2 separate regions of the Hermetia illucens genome follow, and region 1 is linked to region 2. A link is a contact called in public Hi-C data. All regions are on one chromosome and are shown on one strand. The core of a region is the stretch at or near the end of the contact, and the rest is flanking DNA. Distances in the headings are between cores, read along the strand shown.

Region 1 (4,994 bases), core at 370-2,869, 260 kb before region 2:
AAAAGTTGCAGGATTGCCTCAAATTGACTGAGATAGATTCGGAAAAACGGTACGCGGACGCGAAGCGTCCTCACCTCAATGAATGCAATTGCTGAAGATATTTCCGAGTCGGATTCTACCGGGGAGGGATTTGGAGTCATTAAATATTTCGAGAGTAACGAACCAAGGGGTCCCCCCTACGGTGGGGATGAAATGCGTTAGAAAATACCTTCCCCTGGTGCATTTCGAGTATAAATGTTCTTTTATAGCCAAATTTGTCTAAAATTTATGAGGAATCCAGAAGCTGGGTGCTAGCGGTATAAAAAGTTTTGTGATTTTCTTGTGTTGTGAAGCTAGTTATTACAAAGTGATACTTACATAGCATGATGTCGTGAGAGTACAGTAAATTTCCATGAAAATAAATAGGAATGAGTTGGATTTTCAACAAAATCATAGCTACCTTCCAGTCTTTTAGGCTATATTTTTAACAAAAGAATTTATTAAGTTGTTACATACAATGGCAGTGAACGAACTGACATTCAATATGACGAGAAACTAATATATTTCAAAGTTTTCAATATTCCATTTTGCCCGAATTCGTCATCAAATCGCGGGCACATCAAAAGCGTAACGAATTACAAGTTTCGAATATGGGTCAATTCGAGAGTTTCAACCTTTGATATTCCGAAAACGAAAAGGGATTTCGAAATTGTTTCCTTTTTACTTTCGTCTTATTTTGGGCCATTGTACCAGAATCCATCATCAAATTGGGGGGCGACAGAAACCGTAATCGTGACCATTTTTTTTAAAGGGGCATAGTGTATCGATCTTGGTGCGATTCTAAAGCACCATGTACAAGACATCCGATTTTGTACATAAGATGAGATGAACTAAAATGCTCAAAAGGACCGTATTGCCCACAGAAGTATGCAAGCGTTCAACACCACACTTCAGTAGATCTGCACTTAGATGCTTACATTCACCATGTTTCCCTACCCTATCACCTATCTTCGTCACGTACTGGTGTCCGTTTTACACAGTACGCCCCACACTTGGGCAGGCAATGACAAGCCGTGAGTTCACTGAATCATTGTTTTCTGACGATATCAAATCTTTAGAATTCGGGAGTATTTGCCCCCTTTAACCCTACTTGATGTGACGGGAAAAAGTTCGGACCCTTGCTACTGAATTAAAGTAACTTGACTAGCGTTTTATTAGCAAATGTTTTAACAGACACCCTTTTGTAATTTCGTCCACTCTTGAAGTACCAAGAGAGCGCCAATTAGCAAATGAAATACTCCTCTGGCCACATAAATGTACACTTTTTAATCATCTATTGTGCAGGTATTTCCCATCAAGAATTTAACGCACTCAACAGGTGCAGAGTCGAATCTTTCAACTTTTACGCGATGGGCCACATTTTTAACATTCAATAATTATTATCTTGTTATTGTACATAAACATATGAAATCAAAATTTGCTCCATACTTACTCTATAAACTGTAACTGATAATATTCCAAGAAAACGGCCGCCGACACAATCCTACCGAACCAAATCCCAAACAAAATATTTGTTTTGAGTGACAGCAGCGTAGAGGCAAAAACATGAGGAACTACAATTCACCAATATTAGGTGTGTCTACCGTCAACCTTGTATACACAGTCTAAACAAGAGCTGCGTTCACTCGCGAGCCTCGAGGGGTCGCGACGAGCGCGTTGAAAGTCGTGCCCACAGTTAGATACTAGACAGCTACCACACTCCTCCATGCCCCTCAAGGGCGGAAAAAATCAGCGTGAGTACGCTGATTTCAAGTTGTTTTACCTTTGAGCATGAGAGAGATGTAACGAAAATCCGATCAGCTGTGTTTGATATAACGCCCGGACTTGCCAATGTATTAGTGAGATCGGCAAGTTTTTCGTTATGTATAAAGTGAATACGAGAAACAACTGTTTGCTATATGGATGAGCACGGCAGTAATACCAGAATAGCAAAAGCTCACCGATCTCTCTCTTACCAATGCGATTTAACGAATATTATGCCTTTTCCTTGTTAAGCGTCTCTGATGCGTACGGATAAGTTTCTGCAGCTCATTCGCAAGTCGGGTCATTTAGTGTTGATACTGCTTATAGTAGATCTACTGTGGACGTGCCCTTTGATTTGAAAGCGTTACCTGTCAAAAGGGAATTTTGAGGAAGTGTGTGTATTGTATGCAATGTGATTTAATGGAATATTCTGTTTGTTCCACAGCTGATTTGACATTTTGGCGCCATGTTTTTAAATCACAATGCGAAGGTGATCAAAAACTGACATAACGCTCGCGATCATTGTATACAGACTAGATGAGGTAATATCAAAATGAACGTCGTCAAATTCCCGATGACGTCACTTGGACTGATACAATGTGGAGTGAAATTTAATAAACATCTTATACCTCTATTTATGAATAAAGTCAATATCTATGAAAATCGGTAGAAAAGCCTCAGAGATATTCGATTTCAAAATTTGATTTAGGTGAAATGATCACAGATGTGTTAATACTGCGATAAAAATCAAGTCATGTCTAAAATTTATTGTTAGTAAATCGAATGCTGCATTCAAATAATGGAACACCTCACGTTTAGAAATTTAAAGGAAAGTTAGCAAAGTTCATTGATAATAAAACCAATCAATCACGTTCATATTCAATAAATAACATAAACGTTACATGAGCAGATAAAATTAATAATTTTTCTTTTTTCAGTGGTGCTATCATTCTCAAATTACTTCTGATCTTCATTTCGTTGTTTTTTTTATATGAATTTCCCATTTTCCGAATGTCTCCATTTTGGATGTCGTCTACCTTTTTTATATTTTTTAAACTTCATCTTCAAATTGAATAACAAAAGATGATACAACTTATTGTACCTCTTTTTTTGTTTCCTGAACTTTACTCTTTTGGATCTGCCATTTTCATTACCCTGTTGCCGTAAGTACTGACTCGAAACGGCCTTTAATTTAACTAACTCCTGTTTTGAAATCGATCTTCCAACACTTTTCACAGAGTTTTCTTTACTTTCCGCAAATTGACCCATTTTTCAAAAACGAGAGAATCTCGAAGTGTCATATATCTTTTTTGCATTGATAACTATCACAACCATTTATCGCGCACCTTATCATTTTCAATTTTCCACAAAAATTTATCTTTGACAGAAAAATTAAAACCACAACGGACTACTCGATAATCACGACCCAAGTGGCGTCACCAAATTCATATATGGCAGACGTGATGTTTGGGTGATATTACCTTGTCTAGTCTGTGTACACTGGTTCGCGGTTAGACGCAAATCTCCAACGGTAGGCCTTGCATGCACACCACGAAGCTCGGCGGTGATATCTACACGCAGCTAAAGTAATATCAATACGAAACGTCAAATTACTGATGACGTCAACTGGGCAGTTATAATGTGTAGTGAAATTTAATGAACATCTCATATCTCTAAAACTATTACAGCTAAAGGAGGAAAGTTAAGAACTAAGATTTTTAGGTGACATTTCTATCTATGAATAAAGTCCATATCTATGAAAATCGGTAGAAAAGTCTGAGAGATATTCGATTTCTAAATTCCAATTTGATAAGATGATCAAAGATTTGTTAATAATGCGACCAAAAATGAAGTTGTCACTAAACTGTATTATTGGTAAATCGAGTGTTGGATTCAATTACGAATAAGAGAACACCTCACGTTTATGTTGAACATAAAGAACATAAACGCAATATGGTCACATAAAATTAATAAATAGTCTTAATAATTTTATTTTTATTTTCTATTTTTTTCTATTTTCTACTTCGCTTTGACAACTTACAATCTCTTGTTGCCTTTAATACAATTATCGGGAAAAAATGTATTTATTTACCCCTTGCTCATCTGCAATTTTAACACTTCTCAATAAAATATTCGCCACGAATTTTAAACCGAAACGGACTACTTGATAATCACGGCCTAACTAACGCCACTAAATTCAAATATAGCGGACATGGAGTACCTTGCCTGTGTTATATGTGCTGTCCACTTCCCGGTATCTTGGAAATCAGCCCTCCTCATACTTATCCCTAAGAAGGGGTGCTTGCGCGATCTAAAAGATATGAGGCCTATCTCTCTTCTTTCTAATATTGGAGAAATTTTCGAACGTATCCTACTAAGTCACCTCAATAGACACTACTCCACCATCATTCCACTTAATTAATTCGGCTTCGAAAACCTCAGATCCACCGAGCAGGCAATCCTGTACCTACAAGACCATTACCTCAATCAATTGGAAAACAGGTATTGCACCGTAACCTGCGCCTTAGATCTCGAAAAGGCATTTGATTCAGTTTGGGAAGAGGGATTGCTCTACAAGCTAATTCAGTCCAATTGCCCCCTCCACTTATTCAAAATCCTCGCAGAATTCATCGCCAACAGAACTTGAAACGTGCGCTTCGATGGAATAGGTAAGCTCAGGAGTCCCTCAGGGATTCTAGGCTCAAACTTTTTAATATCTTCCTCCACGATATTCCCCTCCCTCCCATAAACTTATTCCCCACGCTAACGATAACTCAGACAGCCCTTTTCGCCCAACGACAATGGTCCTCCCGCGTCAGTAGGGATCCTCTTCGCTGATGACACCATCCCATATGCGAGTGGTCTCAGGCCCTCACTAGCCTCCCTCTCCCTCAATCTCCTAACCAATAGGGTCATCGCTTATTTCAACCGGTTGGCCCTTACCGTTAATTCCCTTAAGTCTGCGGTTGTTTGTTTCAGAAACCCTAGTGGGAAGTGCCACTGGCGCACAGTGCCAGAAAGCAAAAACCTACATTTACGCATTGTCAAGTACACACTCAATCCAAAACGAAACATTAAATACCTAGGAATCTCCCTCAATAACCTTAAATACAACCCTTACGTCAGATCTGCTATTGTCAGTGCCTCTAAGGCCGCAGCTGCCTTAAAAAACCTCCTTTCATCCCGGGCCCTGTTCCCTGCCACCAAACCAC
Region 2 (4,812 bases), core at 549-3,048:
GATTAGAAGCTGTCATTATGATAGGTGAAAGAGTTATGGTCGATGAGTTGGGTGACATAAATATTGAGGCGTTGTGCTGTGATATATCATTCGGATGAACAAAAATGTTTGAAGTGTCGTCGGTTTGCATTACTATTTGAGAAACATCTGCCATGTTCCTGGAATGCATAGTTGACTGATCCTTTTCCAGACGTTGATGAGCTTGTGATGCGAAAACGTTAACCACTGCAATTACAATTCTTCAAAACTTATACACAATTTGTTTAAAACTTAATTTACCTTGAAAACTACCATCAGAAGTAATGAGGAAAGATTCCCTTCCAATATTATCGATTGACGACACTGGCGAAAGATGCGATGCCTTTGCCCCTGACAATTCGGTTATTAATCGTTTAGAGGAATTGAAATCTTGGAGAGGTACTTGACACCCTTCACCGGAAGTCGCGGCCAAGCCAAGGGATCCATTTGTATTTTCCTCTGCGACTTGGATTTCGTAACAAGCCAATTCCGGAATATGTGGCCTGACCTTACCACCATCAGGTCTGTGAGGATTTCGGCAACCACGGCATTTACAATTTACGCAAGATTTTGATTCTACGTAACATGGACAACGTTGGCCACAGCATGTTAGTTTACCGGGTGTTACAGCTGCATTCCCACATCGGCACCCACGGCGTTTTAGCGAATTTTTCTGACTGACCGTTTCTGCTGGAAATTCCTAAAAATGCAATCCATTAAAATTTCTACAAATACTGAAATATTTATATTTTTACCCGTGTAACCCCTTCCTCATCGGATTCCACCTTTCTCTTAATAGTTATCTTATTACCTATGCCTGTATATAAAACTGAGTACATTGCGGAACCATTCGAAACCGTTTTTATCGGTGGGGGATGGGATCCAATTGAAGTAGTGCCTGGCTCCGTTGCCAGTATATCTACTGCACAATTTGCTCGTTGTTTGACACCAGCCGTCAAGGAAGCTTCAGCCGATGGCGATTTTACATCAGTGCGCGCAAACACACAGGGAAGAATTGAGTAATCACTCTTTTTTAGACCGGAATTTGATTGGAAATTATCTTGAAACATTGCTCCCTCTTCAATGAAATCAACTAGGCTCGAGTTCGTAATTGGCTTAGCCGTAGCAACTGAGAGTGAAGCTTGCTTCTGCCTTTTTATTATGCTGTACATTGATGTCGACTTTATATGCTCACATAGTCTTTTATAGCATTGTAGAAGTATTCTTAGCTGCATATTTTCTTTATACTTGTCATAACTTTTGCAAAATGAACACAGCGGCCTCACATTCTTCCTCCCTCTCACACACAGCTTGCAAACATGGTGCTGACAGTGGACGTTTACAGGTGTATATGGTTCAACTAAAAGTCGGCTACAAACAGAACATGACAACGATTGTCGTAAATACGGGACAAGCCTATATAGATCAGTCCAGTTTTGGCTTATTTCCCCGTCGTTCTGAAGGACCAAACGGGATGTCGAAACATAAAGGCTGGTGGCATTCATTTCCTATATTTCTTGCAATTCCGAAATATATTCGATCACGAATTTACTTTACTTATTTGTACAATTAAAGTTAGTAGAACACGAATGAAGATCATTATAGGTTAATACTTGAACTTTATAATAAATTTTCGCGAAAATTCATTCGTGTATATGCAGCTCTATTAGCGGATTATTCAAGCTTAAGTCCTCTGCGGAGTTTCCATTGATAACTGATATTTTATATATAAACATCGAATCCGTCCTCTTGACATTTGGTCTGCCATGACATGGAAAGAACCGCAGAAACTAGTACGTTTTGAGTTCACTTTCTAGGGCGCGTTCTTTTTCATTCAGACCCGTCAAAGCATAGCCTGAGGTAGAATCGCCGAACGGCAGACGCACAAATCAATTTCGTTCCATCCATGGTGCAATGTACAATGGCGTTCGCTGGTCGAAAGGATCACAACGAAGAGAACCTCTAATAGTTACTAACGTGGATGTAACTGTGGTACTAATGTGAAGATATGGGCTCGATTATATTGCATTCACCCCTGCATTGGATATGTTAAAGGATTTAGAAAATAAACTGAAGCAAAAATCGGGGTTCATTCTAATAACGTGTAAAAGGAAGAATGCAGTGCAAGCGAGTCACTTCTTCATATTTTCGTGCACTATTTGGGATTATATTGTTGTTAAGCCGGAGCTATAATGGTCATATAATAATGTCAAAATTTTAACGTAAGTAGATTTGAGACCTGTTAAAATTCATTATTGCCTATAATGGGATTGATTCGTTTGAATACTTGGCATTTCGAGTTTATGTTTCGAACATCTCACTTCTCAATTGCTTACACCACTTCGCAAAAACGAATTTGCAATGACATTTCCTATGACATCTATTTGACATTATGCTGAATTCGGTTGTTACCGAATTTTCAGCGTTTAATAGAAGTTTGACGAAACTCTCGGAGAGGAACATTTCACGACATACGTCCAATATAGACAGTCATATTTAATTCTTATTGAGGGATTTCAAATATGTTAGCGCATACGTTTGTTATAGTTCTAGCTTTAGATCTAGCTAATAATTTAGTACGGCGTACCGTAGCGTCATTTATAAAAAGAAGTTTAGTGTTAGGTATTCCGAGAAACGAGACATCGTTTGTTTTTTAATATGAAAAGGTAAACTACGAAATAGTGTACCTGGAAGCCTACAAACTGCTGAAAGGTGGCTATCGCCGACAGTTAAAAATTCGTTTCAAATAACTCTACATTGGTCGATGAAAAGGCGTCTAATGCGTGAAATATGGTCTATATGTGGCGAACCTAAGAACTCCGAATTTTGTCTCAGATTAACAATTAAACAAGTTGGAAACTGGAATCTGGGCGCGTCAGATATGACAGGTTTAGTGTATGTCATATGTAAGAATTCGATTCCGTTTGCACTCAATTTGTAATCTTAGTATATACGAATTAAATTTGTCATTTAATATGATACTAGTGTTGTGACTCACGTACTGCGTCTCGCAAAAATCATAAACTTTTAAAAACTACTATAAACATGTCTTCATATCATTATTCACCCAAAAGAAAATATATGCATACAATAGTATAAACATACATCATACAAACAGAACATTTTTCCGTGCCCATTCGCGATTTACAACATTCATTCTTAACTTAATCGTTTTTTACTCCATTGCAGTTGAATCCAAAAATATTTACGGCTTCAAATTGTGGAAGACAACTTTCCTATCAAGACTAACGGAATAGTAGATCGTGACTTTTTGAAAAAAAAAATAACTCCGCCATGTTATTAACATAGTATGCTGGTCCCAAGCCCAGGTAAAGGAGGAGGGTTTGAGGCAACGTACTCTGTACTATCCTCAGTAAAACAAAAATAAAATGCTGAGATCAGGGGAAGAGATAAATAGAGTATAGTTGGAGTTATTATACTATGCTAAATCCTACCTGATCTCTCTTGGTGACAGGCCCCGCGACAGGTCGACCATAGAATGTCGTTACAAACATGATGATCGGATTGAGTCACAAGCCTCGGAGAAATGCTAGGACGTCCACCTCAGTCGACGCGGCAGGACGGGCCCCGGTCCTGTCGAGAAATGGGCAAGGGTTCTTGACGCATGGACGGCGTCAGGACGTAAGCAAGTTAGTCCGCACACAACGAACAAAATAAATACCTGTCTGCACGCTAAATGTTGGTACCCTAACTGGAAAGATCGAGGAACTCGCAAGAGCCCTTCGGAAAAGATGCATTGACATTTGCGATCTGCAAAAAAAACCGATGGTCTGATGCCAAAAGCTGCAACATTGAACGCGAACGCGGTAAAAATGGCTACAAACTTCTCTATTTTGGTAACCCACACACTCAATATGGTGTTGGCATTGCCATCTCAGAGGGTTTCCGTGATGCCATTAAAGAAGTCGAACGATTTGATGATCGGCTGATGAAGCTCACCATTATATCAGCTGATCGCACTATTCACTTCTTCACCGCGTATGCACCACAGACAGGTCGACCTAATGCTGAGAAAGATGCCTTCTGGCAACTTCTCGATGAAAAGACTTGTCACGTGCCTGCTGACGATTACATAATCATTGCCGGCGACCTTAATGGTCATGTGGGTGAAAACGCAGACGGTAACAGGTGCCATGGGGCAAGGGCCTTCGGAACGCGCAATGAAGGTGGCGAGCGTATAATCGATTTTGCGGGCACCCATGACCTTGTACTTATGAATACATGGTTCATCAAACGATTGTCTCATCTTCCCACATTTTATAGTGGGAACAATAAAACGCAAATCGACTATATTCTCATAAGACGCCAACATTTTACCACTGTCACTGATTGAAAAGTCGTTCCCTATGAGACCATCGCACCACAACATCGCCGTTGATTGCCGTCCTGCGAATTAAGCCACCGATAAAACAGCGTGAGGAACGCACTGGCCCGCCGCGCATTAAATGGTGGCGATTTGGTGAGAAGAAAGAAGAAACGGTCTCACTCATACGATTGCCAACCATTACGAATGTGGAAGAATCATGGAACCAAATGAAAGACACGATCCACAAAGCGGCCTCTACAACCCTCGGGGTCACCAAGCCGGGTAAACGGTACATCAACTGAGATACTTGGCTTTGGAATGATGATGTTGAAATGAAGGTCTGTGAAAAGAAACGCCTCTACCACAAATTTCTCCACGATAAAACGCATGCTAAACCGGGAAGCAAAGAAAGCGGTCGCTGTCACCCGAGCAAACCATTTCAAAAATCTTTACGATAAACTGGACAC

Evidence for each region. A called contact is a pair of places that touch in the nucleus more often than the background predicts.
Region 1: a contact with region 2 is called in a Hi-C map of an unstated tissue, with 9 times the contacts expected there. The contact joins the promoter of LOC119652876 here to the promoter of LOC119652333 in region 2. A contact is called at or near these places in 2 of 2 Hi-C or Micro-C datasets (an unstated tissue and whole body).

The regions. Positions count from the first base shown.
Region 1 is chr3:110,100,540-110,105,533 of iHerIll2.2.curated.20191125, reverse strand. LOC119652876 (lethal(2) giant larvae protein) reads right to left here and starts at 1,619. Exons shown (of 12, transcript XM_038057237.1): 1 at 1,472-1,619.
Region 2 is chr3:109,840,682-109,845,493 of iHerIll2.2.curated.20191125, reverse strand. LOC119652333 (E3 ubiquitin-protein ligase MSL2) reads right to left here and starts at 1,798. Exons shown (of 3, transcript XM_038056344.1): 1 at 774-1,798; 2 at 280-718; 3 at 1-225. The coding sequence starts at 1,523.